Linked DNA regions of Gossypium arboreum: region 1 is linked to region 2. A link is a contact called in public Hi-C data. All regions are on one chromosome and are shown on one strand. The core of a region is the stretch at or near the end of the contact, and the rest is flanking DNA. Distances in the headings are between cores, read along the strand shown.

What was found. A called contact is a pair of places that touch in the nucleus more often than the background predicts.
Region 1: a contact with region 2 is called in a Hi-C map of leaf, with 3 times the contacts expected there. The contact joins the promoter of LOC108470839 here to the enhancer-like site in region 2. A contact is called at or near these places in 2 of 5 Hi-C or Micro-C datasets (both in leaf).

The regions. Positions count from the first base shown.
Region 1 is chr11:102,927,856-102,933,890 of ASM2569848v2, forward strand. It overlaps LOC108470839 (membrin-11), which reads left to right and starts at 2,299. Exons shown (of 5, transcript XM_053022360.1): 1 at 2,299-2,727; 2 at 3,589-3,709; 3 at 3,790-3,939; 4 at 4,583-4,786; 5 at 4,897-5,213. The coding sequence starts at 2,483. The coding sequence ends at 4,744.
Region 2 is chr11:102,841,046-102,847,061 of ASM2569848v2, forward strand. It overlaps LOC108473652 (protein RRP6-like 2), which reads left to right. Exons shown (of 14, transcript XM_017775329.2): 12 at 1-285; 13 at 366-467; 14 at 658-1,607. The coding sequence ends at 1,293. Among protein-coding and RNA genes, the nearest start is that of LOC108473652, 9.4 kb to the left of the region's middle. Within about 2 kb of position 1,641, at least 1 of the 2 cell types and tissues checked has an H3K27ac peak or open chromatin away from gene starts, as enhancers often do. A contact at or near this core is called in leaf, where this site is marked.

The DNA.
Region 1 (6,035 bases), core at 1,049-3,548, 87 kb after region 2:
GAACTTACCTTGGTTCCAAAAACAGTAAAAGGGATCTATTCGTCAATTATTTTTTTCCCCCGATCTAGACCCGAACTTTGTTTTTCTTGATCTATAATGTCAAATTTAACTTATTTAATCATCACATTATTTAATATAGCCCAAAAACATATTATGGAAAAAATTACATTTTTACCCCTAACATTTCAGCATTTTACAATTTAGTCCCTAGGCTCGTAAAATGAATTTCATTCAATTTAATCACAACCCAAGCCTAGAAAAATATTGCTTGTACTCATAACAGCCCATATTTTTCATTTATTCACACTTTTCTACACATTTTATAGCATTTTACAAATAAGTCCCTATTTGACGTTTTTATCAAAAATCACTTTACAAATGTTGTTTAACTAACAACAAACATGTATTTTCTACCATCAACCATCAAAATACGAACATATTCAACATGGGTAAAATTTTATACTTTAACTTTCTTTCAAATTAGTCCTTTAAATAGCTAAATCAAGCTACAACGATCTCAAAAATATAAAAATGATTAAAAACAGGACAAGAACGGACTTACAATCGAGCTTGAAAGCTTGGCCAAAAACCCTAGCTATGGCTTCTTGAGAATTCGGCTATGGGGGACTAAATTGAAGAAGATGGACACTTTTATTTAGTTAATTTTGTCTTTATTTACCAAATTACTAAAATACTGTTAATGCATAACTTTAAAATTTTACTTAATCATGTCCATTTTTGTCCACCTTAAAGTATAATGGTCTAATTACTACATAAGGACTTCCAATTAAAATTACATAGCAATTAAACACCTTTAACTTATAGAATTCAAATTTTGTACCTATTTCAATTTAGTCCTTCTAGACAAATTGAGTACTCAATCGATAAAATTTCTTATTGAAATTTTCACACAATCATTCTTTGATGCTATAGACCTTAAAGAAATAATAAAATAAATATTTTTACTTCGGATTTGTGGTTCCAAAATCACTGTTCCGATTTGACCCTAAAACAGGCTATTACATAAATAACTTGCACTGATTGGCATCAGATTGATGATGAAAACCTTTGTTGAAATTCAACCTCATACCCAATGATTCATGCAATTGCTTTCAGAATCTTGAGGTAATACATGGGTTATGAACTGAGATAATTGACATAAGCATACCATGCACTCTAACTACTCATGAATATTTAATTCAGCCAAATTCAGAAGTGACCAATCAGTTCTTACAACTAGAAATGAACAGACTCATCAATCAATCCACTATCACCCAGACTGCATTTCTTTTACTCAGTGAAGTTGGTAAACCAACCACAAAATCTATGGCAGTCCGTTCCCATTTCTATTAAGGAATAGGGATAGGCTGAAGCAACCCGATAGGAACTTGATACTCGACTTTTACATGTTGACAGGTCAAGCACTTAACGACATACTCCACAATTTCTCTTTCATTTCGGGCCACCAGTATGATTCTCGCAAGTGACGATACATTTTTTCACTACCGAGGTGCATAACAAAAGAACCATTGTGAGCCTCGCACAAAATTATTCTTTTCAAATAAGAATTATTAAAAACACAGATTCGATTGCTAAACCAGAGGCAATCATCCAAATAAATGTCGAAATTCTCACAGACACCTTGCTCGAAAAGCTTAATTTGATTAAGTAACACAAGCTTAATTTTTAACTTAGCTAAAAGGTTGTCATTATTGCATATGCTGAGTTAAGCATGTTGGATCTGATGCCCTAAGTGTAGTATTTTCGTCTATGTACACTTTTAATTTTTTCGAACAAATTGGTAAATAAAAATATTTCATGGATACATTAATAAACTTTGTATAATGTCCTTATGTGGTTTTTGCATACAAATCAAATTAGAAATAAATATTGCTTATTGGTTGTCTAATGTTTAAACTAATACTAAGCGATATTACATGGTCGAATCGTAATACGAAAAGATAGTTTGTATTAGGAAGACCTAAACATGTCCATAGTCTAATCGATAATGAGCAAACCGATCAAAAGACTAATATGTCATCTATCAAGTCCAATTGGGAAGACGCTTTGTCTTAGATATATTAGTGGATGACTCCTAAAAGATAGATATATAGATGTGATTGTAATTTAATTTTATAAAAGTTAGTGTAACAATTAATATAATATAATTTTATAAAAATTAAATACATCCATAAAATAATTAAATGTATTTTAAGTATAAAAGTGAATTAAGAAAAGAAAAACCCTTAATAACAAGGGTGCTGTGACGGTCTAATATAGACGGGATGCCGTATCTTCTGACGTGGCCGTACATGATAGGCTCTAATGATGTGTTTACCTGCCAAAAGAAATTCAAAACCGCAATTCAGTAAAAACAATAAAACCAAAAACAAAAAATTAAAGCAATCTCCATTTGCCTGCTCTGCACCCATTTTTTTCTGTAAGGGAAAAACAAGAACACGCTTTCTTTGGGAATTCAAGCATGGCGGGGATGGAAGGAGGAGGGACATTATCGGAAGTGTATCAAAGCGCTAGAAAGCTACTTCTTCGAGCAAGGGATGGGATCGAACGCTTAGAGAGATTCGAGAGCTCCGTCTCCGGTACCGATTCTCCTGAACTCTCCTTCGCCGTGAAGAAAGATATCTCTCAGATCCACTCTCTATGCGCTGATATGGATCGCCTCTGGCGTTCTATCCCCGCCAAATCTCAACGCGATCTCTGGAAAAGGTATTACCCCAACGCCTACACAATATCACATTTCTCACTATTTATGGAATTTTGCTATTTAGTTCTTAAACATGTCAATCTTCTTCTAGTTTGTTTATTGTAAATCCTTTTATATTTCAGAATTTCAGTATTTGTCTTCAATTTGTCAATTTGATTCAATATCCTTAATCTTCAAATGATTGAGGTCTTGGATAATTTATTACTGATGATCCTTTCTTTCCTTGGAAAATTACTTATTGTGCCTGATTGTTTCAGTTAATTTTTCTTCAATAGAAGTTGAATTTAGTTCAAAGTGTTTTAGCTTCGGTTGTACAACTCATTTTATCTCTATTTATTTATGATTATTATGCATGGGATGTTGGAGGTGGCAGATTTAAGCAAATTCCAGTAACACAATGGTGTGCAATTTGCAATTGATACTAAGTTTGATAAATTGCAACAAACGTTAGCTTTGCAGGTTCACTAGAAATCAAATTTCTTGCTTACATAGATCATAGACTCAAATATAAAGAGAGCGAGCATTTAAGATTTTGTCCTGAAAAATGAAAGTAACAGCTAAAATTTTAAAAGAAAACAATTTTGAGCTCAAGACTTGACTGACAAAGCGTCTTTATGAGTAGTCTGACTCCTATGTTAAATTGTCTAATAGTTTTAGTTTAACAAATAAATACATCAATTGTATGCCTAATTGATTAGATTTCTTTTCCTTTATTGAGTTACGAGGTGTGCCTTGTTTTGGTGAAGTCTGAAACTGGTTAGTGCTGTTTTGATGATTTCCAACTACCATGCTTATTGATGTTATTGTAACTTATGTCAGTTTGTTGCTCTTACACCTCGAGGCTGTTTATATTTGGCAAACAGAAAAGTTGAACAAGTGGCTGAAGAGGCTGACTCTTTGAAAGATAGTTTAGACAAGTATTCTATGAGGAATCAGAGACGGATGTTGGAAGCGAAAGAGAGAGCTGAGTTGCTTGGAAGAGCTGTATGTAAAATTTTTCCTTTTTGTCGGCAAATGGAGCTGATTTTAGCTTTTCTTGAGTCTTTTTACTTTTTTTTTCTTAGAATGGGGAGTCAGCTCATGTCCTGAGAATTTTTGATGAGGAAGCACAAGCAATGCAATCAGTTCGAAATTCATCACGAATGTTGCAAGAATCTTTTGAAACTGGAACAGCAATCCTTTCCAAATATGCAGAACAAAGAGATCGCCTCAAGGTATAAACAGAAAATGAGGTCCTTTGCTGATGCATTTCTATTTAAATAATGTTAATGAAAATTTAACAGATGCAGTTAATTTCACAGCACATCTAACAGTTTCAACATATTTTATAGTCACAATTGGTTTTATTAATCGTTGTGGATTTTGTTAAGTTGGGTTTCTTTTCTTTGCTATCCGTAAATAGAAACTATTTCATAACTTGTGAGGAAATACTGCCTTATATTATTGTTGTACTCTCACTATTCATTTTTCTTGAAATACCCATGTCTAATGCATATTTAGATTTTGGTAAGGAGATATGAACCCCCCAAAAAAAAAAAAAGTCCCCTAACTTTGAAATTTTTAACATACCCTTTCAATCATATATCCATATCTACTCTGACACTAGCGATTAGTTATTGGATGCTGTATTCCGCTTTTAATCTATAGTTGAGTGCACTAGATTGTGAACTCTCTTTTGTTTATTTGTTCAACAGTATAGATTCCCAGGTGCTATAATTTAAGTGACTAGTTATAAATTGTTGATAACTCAAGTCATTTGCTTGAAATAAGAAAAGGCTGGTGGTTGATGCATTTTGATATTTATTGCAAGTTGTAACAACCATTGAGTTTTTGAATGGAAGTCTTGTTTTTGTTCAGAGAGCACAACGAAAGGCCTTGGATGTACTTAACACGGTGGGGCTCTCCAACTCTGTCCTGAGGCTCATTGAGAGGAGGAACCGTGTTGATACATGGATCAAATACGTGGGGATGGTTTTGACAGTCGTCATTGTGTATTTTTTCTGGAAATGGACCCGGTGATTTTCTGTTTTTCTCGATTCACTTTTCCTCCTAAGCACAAAGGTTTGTTTTCCTGGATCTCTGATCATGTTAAGAAGACAAGTAGCGCAAGTTTTAACGTGAACAGCTTTGATATATAGAAGAGATGACAAAAATAGATGGTGCATTTACAGAGGACGTTGATTTGGAATATGAAAATGTGAAAAAGAGTTGGAAGAACAGGTAAGGTGAGGGATATGAATCCGGAATTCAGGATTATAGATTGTTAATTCGATATTCGGATCAGGAAGCAGTGGCGGTAAGCACTTCCATATTTAGCTACAAAGCATTGCCAGTGTTATTTGCTTGAATTGAAAGTAGAAAAAGTTGTGGAAAGTTGCTTGCTATCAACTGTGACTGTGAATCTAGTTAATGATTAGATCGTATATTTTTGTGGTTTCGTAAGTTAAATTTTTTTAAGAAGTAACATTTTCTAGTTTGAATTTGAAAATTTGAAAATATTTTTAATTTCACTAATTTAGGTTTTTATATCTTTCAAATGTATATTATATTGAACCTGTAGTAATGTGCCCACGCATTTCATTATTATCATTATATAATAAATAAAATTCAAATCCAAATATTTAATTTCATCTTCTCAAATGAAGCATAAAATGTATAAATAATCTTTGGAGCATAATTATATTAGCTATCATGTGGAAGATAATTGTTGATTATTTTAATGTTTGTTTTAATATTTGGGAATTTGATTCATTTCAACATTTGGTATATTGAAAAGTTAATTAAAATTTAGAGAAAGTTATTTTGATACATTTGGATCACTACCGTTAAATTAAATTACAGATTTAATTAATTGTAACACTTTTCATTTCTATTTATTATTAACAAATAAGTAGTTTAATCTAATTATGTTTATAATTTTAATTTATTCATTTTAAATAAAATAAATTGAAATAGTTTAAATGTTTCATATGTACTAAATTAGAATATACTTTAAAATGTAATTGAAGAGTATATAAAATAAATTCATAATTAAATATATATATTTATAATTTTGTGGTGAAAACGTATCGCATAAAAGTAATGAAACTGAATTAAGAACAACAATATTTTTCTTTCGAATTAAATGGGAAATGTTATTTTCTCACAAAGATTTAACAACTCCAATTTTAAAAGGAAAGTAACCTATTGAAGAACTACTATTAAATTCTAAATAAAATGATTATATTTCATAGTATTTTATTGAATTGACGTTATTCATCAATCGAATCTTGATTCAGTTGTAAAATTATAAAAATTTATTTTATAAAAT
Region 2 (6,016 bases), core at 391-2,890:
ACTCCTACAGACTTGAAAACTGCAAATGATAGAACAAGAATCATAGATGATGCTGTAGTAGGACCTGATGGGATAAGTGCACAATCTGCTTCTCTGCAACATAAACACGAATCAATCAGGATTGGAAGTAGTATTACTGAACTTGACAGAGACAAAAAACAAGAAGGATTCTCTTTTGAGCCACATGTGAATGGTAGCTCATTGTATGCGAGAGAAAATCTTGTCATCTCGGGAAAGAGTGGAGATGCAAATGCCCATACAGTTATTCCACCTTCAGCAAAGATGGTAAGTTGTTAATACTTTTGTAGATGGTGATCTTTTTTTCCTGACGAGTAGCTGCTGGATAAAATACCTATTACCTGTAGGCAACTGGAGCAACTATTCAGGTTCTAAAGAAACCAAGCCGTGGCTTTGGAGCACTTCTGGGGAATGCTTCCACGAAGAAGAAATTTGATATGGAGAAAAAGGTAAGTCAAGTTATTCCTCTATTTTGGTGTTGTGGCTTTTGATTTGTTGCTGTATTGAAACCAGTGTAAATGCTCCATCACAGTCCCTGACAGTCGCATTTGTCTATCATTGCGATTACTTTAGTTTTGATTCCTTTGTGCATATTGTGGAAAGTAATTCATTGCTAACTTGTTTATTGTCGTCATCTAGGAGAAGGAAGATAGTAAGTTGGCGCAGATCAGATCTTCAGTAAATCTTTCATTTCACTCATTCTCGGGCACAGCAGAGCAGTCAAAACCTCCTGTTAACGAGCCAACTAAATTTCCAGAAGCTCCACAGCCCAAAGAACCTCCTGCTGTGGTAGCTACTGAGTCGTCGACATTAGAAGATATTATCATGTTAGAAGATAATTCAAAAAAGGATGAACAAGTTGATGGTAGTGGTAGTCCGGAAGTAAATGATACACCTGGGAAGGAGAGTTGTATGGCACCTTCCTCTGAAACGGAGAAAGAAGATGAGACCATGTCTTTATCCGATTTATCTACCAGCTTCCAACAGTGCTTCGAGTCTATGAATCAAAACAGAAAAGCAGTTACAGTGAAGAAATCAAACGAAGCTAGTGGTGTTTTGCAAATAAAGCCATTTGATTATGAAGCAGCTAGGAAAGAGATTAAGTTTGGAGAAGATGCAGAGACAGAATCAGGAAGCCATGCAAAGTCTGGTGGTAAGAAGAAAAGTTCAGTAATGGGGCGACTGCAAATAGAAGATGGGTCTAAACAATTTCCTCAAGCTAGGCGACGACAAGCTTTTCCTGCATCTGGGAACAGAAGTGCAACTTTCCGATGATCCTTGGCTCAGGCACCATAATCCTGTAAGACAAATTAGAAACAAGTGTGCATTTGAAGTGTTAATCCTAATCAATAGAAAAAGATGATAATCTTGCTAGACTGCCATCCGTTTACACCCCAATTTGAGTAGAGCTTAAAAACAAAGCAATACACATACGTGCTAAAACCAATACCTAGTTAAGATTTTAGGATCTGCTTTTTAATTTTACACCATCTTAGTACTATCTGTGTTTTTCTTTAAGAAAATGCTTGTGATAGCATAAATTATTCAACAATATGAGTACAAAGATAAATGAATATGTTCCTGGAGAAGCTCTAATAGATTAGGCCATGTGCGATCTCGTCGGCCGTACTAAAAAATCACGTAATCACAACCATCATCTTCATAGCACATTCTAGCATTTGCTCTCTTTTATTATTTCCATTTTTTTAATGTAAGATTAAAAAAATGATTATTATGATGAAAAACTATTAAAAAGATGGCATGAACTCTAAGAAATCTACTCTTAGGAGCTTGCTATTAAGGAGGGATAACCTAGAATCATGTAAAATTCTCGTGACTTCAATTAGACAGGGATTTTACTAATGATTTTTAACTCTATGTCCTAGAAAATATATTATAATTTACTCGTAAGGGTATATCTATGACATGAGTTAAAAAAGTATGCAACAAATATATTTATTAAAAGTCATAAAAATTAATTGATATTTTGATTACAATGGTAAAATTAATTGTTTATCATGCATAGTGTTTTTGGCGTAATTTTATTATGATTATTTTAAATTAATTTATTATATGAACAGACAAAAACACCCTCATAAAAATATAAATTAATTTGTATAGAGTATATTTTTGTAATTTTATAACTATATTGGTATGCAATTGACTTAAGACATCAACTCAATATAATATTTAATATGTATTGGCAACCATATCAAATGCTTGTGCGTGTGAAATCTTGTATTTAGAATATGTGTGTTTGTTTAAAAATAATTTACAACAAATAATGAAACGTATGACTTGAAACTAATTAATAATAATTACACATAAAATATATGCGATATTAAAATTAAAAAGATTAGATTTAATTGTTTAATAGTGTGTTGTTATCAATTTTGAGTCGGTGAACTTGTGATAGTAACTCAACTAAATATATTGTTAGTACTAAAAATCTTATTACACACGTACAACTGTAGAAGCCATATATTTGAAACATAGATGCCCATTTAAAGCTAACATACAATAAACAATGAAATGGATAGTTTGAAACTAATTAATCATATTAAGTAAATGAATTAAATTCTGAGTAAAGCAAAATTTAAATACATAAATACATCATTTAAACAATATTAAATGCAGTGTAATTGTTTATCACGATTTTATCATTAATTATAAGTTAGTATCGAGTTAATTTGTGAGACTTACTCAATGAACAATATTGTTAGAATATAATATATATAAAATTGATGGAGATAGTAAATTGTGCATATAAAACAAATATATATAGAATATATTAAAATAAAATTTTGGTTAAGTAGTAAATTTACTAGATTAGTAATTTAATTGGTGCAAGTTCAGATCCCACCATATAATATTTTAATTAATTTTGTTAAAATGAAAAACCAAAATATTTTTGAATAATATAATTTTTCTAATTATAGATAGACATTTTGTAATTTTTGATTGAAATAGTGACTCCATTGAGAATGATACTAATTTAGTAATACACTTAATAAATACTATATATAAAGATGTATAGATATATAGTTAACGTAATATAAAAACAGCCCGATTGCTTAATGTGCTTCAATTGAGAATTCTGTAGGCAGGTAAACAATGAAAATTTGTTATTGTGGAAGGTTAATTTCATCTTTTAAAGGGAAGAAAAGGGGAAAAAAGAAGAAGAAGAATAATTTTTTTTTTAATATATTTAAAGTATTATAAGTTTATATACTTTTTAATGCTAATTATTGATACACAGTATCAATAGAGGTTAATAAGGAGGAGATGGTGTCCTGGTCAAGTGGCAGGGAAGAAGATAATGAAAAATGGAGTACTGAGTATTGTCCCCCTCAGATGTATTTAATATATATATATATATATATATATATAGGGAGGTTAATCAGGTCAAATTCCGAGTCAAACTTCGGGTTGAGTTATTATATTTTATGATAATACTCTAGAACGACATATTTTATGTGCTAATTGCATGTTTATTTTGAGTATATCCTACTAATTTGGACTATTTTATGGTCTTTTATCTTTTAGGAACTAAATTGAAGGAAAAAGTAAATTTAAGGGCGAAAAGCGTGAATTTAGAGATAAAGTGAGCCAACATGCGAAGTAGGACAGAAGTGGTGCCGAAAATGCAAAGTGTGTAAGACTTTTAAAGAAGAGATTTTATAGCACAAGACTATTTAATGTTTAATTATATTAGGATAATTATTAAGGATAATTTTTTAGATTTAATTTTAGGATTTATTTTTATTTATCTTTAATTATCTTTAATTATTTGTATTTATCTTTTAGAATTTAATTAGGAATAGGCTAGGTTTCTTAGTACTATAAATAGGGGATGAAGTGACACAAATTTGGGCCATCTTTTTGCTGTAACACTCTCTCCCCCATAAATTTAGTCTTTTTGTTCTTTTCATATTTCAATAAAAAATTCCCTTTCTATTATTTTTATTTGTTTTTTTCCCAAAAATTAAGAGCCACTAAATCTAATCTAGCTGAAGGTTGTCAACATTCCCCAAAAAGGTTCATGAGGCTTAGAATCCGCGCCTAGCCTTCTCAACAGTGTATTCATCGCTTTTTCGCATTACGGGACTGACGCTTCCGTCCATGTCCCTTAATAGGTGATCTTTTCAACTTGTGCAAGGAACAACCGCTTTGTACGTTTTGAAAAAGTTGCACAGTCGATTCGTTGGCTTTCTGCGTCAAAGGTTGTCGAGTCCAAGAGACAAAATAGCATGGTATTCGCCATTGTGAAGTGATGATCTAGCAGAAGATAGTCCCACAAAAGTGATTATTGGCTAGAGTCAGGTTTCGCCAAATCTTAAGTCTAAATTCTTGGAGCTGATGGTCGTAGGCGTCCTCTTCCACTATAACTGGCTAATTCTGCTTGAGAAGAATCACTTAAAAGCCAAGAATTGGATCCAAGGTGAATCGAGACAATTGGAGGTTGGAATCTCGCCACATAAGAAACTCTCTTTTCCCAAATTCTGTTTATTTTTATATTCTCTATTTTAATTTTCGCAATTTATTTAATTTTGCAATTTCAATTCAACTTTCAATTCTGTTTTTATTTTATTTTTCCAGATTAAAACTTTTAATTCTATTTTTTATTTTTTTTAGGAACACAAGTTTTCTTGGGCACGATTCAGCCCAAGATTTTGAAAAACAAGCATTCGTGCAATCTGGTCCTTGAGGATTCGACCCTACTTCCCCTTTGCTGTTCTTTTTCATTATTTTGTAGGAAATAGGATTTTTTTGTGCTTTCAACGACCACATCAAAATTTGGCATCGTTACCTAGGACTGGTAACGTACTAATCTTGTTTTTTGTCTCTTATGACCAGATCTACTCTAGGTACTCTTGCGTTCGATTCGAAGATTGAAAAGACTGCGAGAGCTAATCGCAAAGAAACAAAGCTAAAGAAAAAACAGTCAGCGGTGGTTGGGACACAAAGTAATCCACTGCCAGAAATCGGAATCGACGACAAAGTAGAGTTTAGGGTTAACGAAAACCCTACTCAAACATTTGAAAGAAAAAAAGTAGAAGTTGATTCCCCGAAGAAGTGCTTAATGCTAGGGTTAACAAAAACCCTAATCTAGCACCTCAACCTATAACTCAAACAATTCAGCAACTGGCTGAAGCTCCGGTAGAACAACCGCCACTATGCATCGCGTATCCTACTATAGATACTGATTTTGAATTAAAGTCAGGCTTAATCCAGCTACTGCCAACTTTTCGTAGGTTGCAAAATAAAAATCCCCATAAGCATTTGAAAGAGTTCCATATGGTTTGCCTTAGTATGAAACCTCAGGGGGTAATTGATGATCAAATTAAATTGCGTGCTTTCCTTTTTTCCCTAGTAGATTCAGCTAGGGAATGACTACTTTTCTTACCTTCTGGATCTATTACAACTTGGGCTGATCTTTCTCGTTTATTTCTCAACAAGTTTTTTCCAGCATCACGAGCAGCTGAGTTAAGAAGAGAAATCGTTGGAATAAGACAAAAAGAAACAGAGTCTCTTTACGATTATTGTGATCGATTTAAGTTGTGTGCGAGCTTCCCACAACATGGTATAATAGAGCAATCTCTCCTCTAATACTTTTACGAAGGCCTGAAACCCATGAAGATGAATATGGTAGACGCCGCTAGTGGATGAGCGTTGGTCAACATGACTCCTCAACAAGCAAGAGACTTGATCTCCATGATGGCTGCAAATTCTTAGCAATTTCGAGCCAATCCTGAATCCATTAGAAGGGTTCACCAACTAAGTAATTCTACCTTTAAGGATAGACTTGATATACTTACTAATATTGTGAATCCTCTTGTTGTAGAAAAAAAAAACCAGCCCCAGTATGTGGAATATGTGCTATACCTGAACATACAACTGATGTATGTCCTAGTTTGTATGATGATACTATGGCTCATTTAGATACTGTGGGAAATTTCCCTAGGCCACTACAAAGGCGATATGACCCTTATGCTAA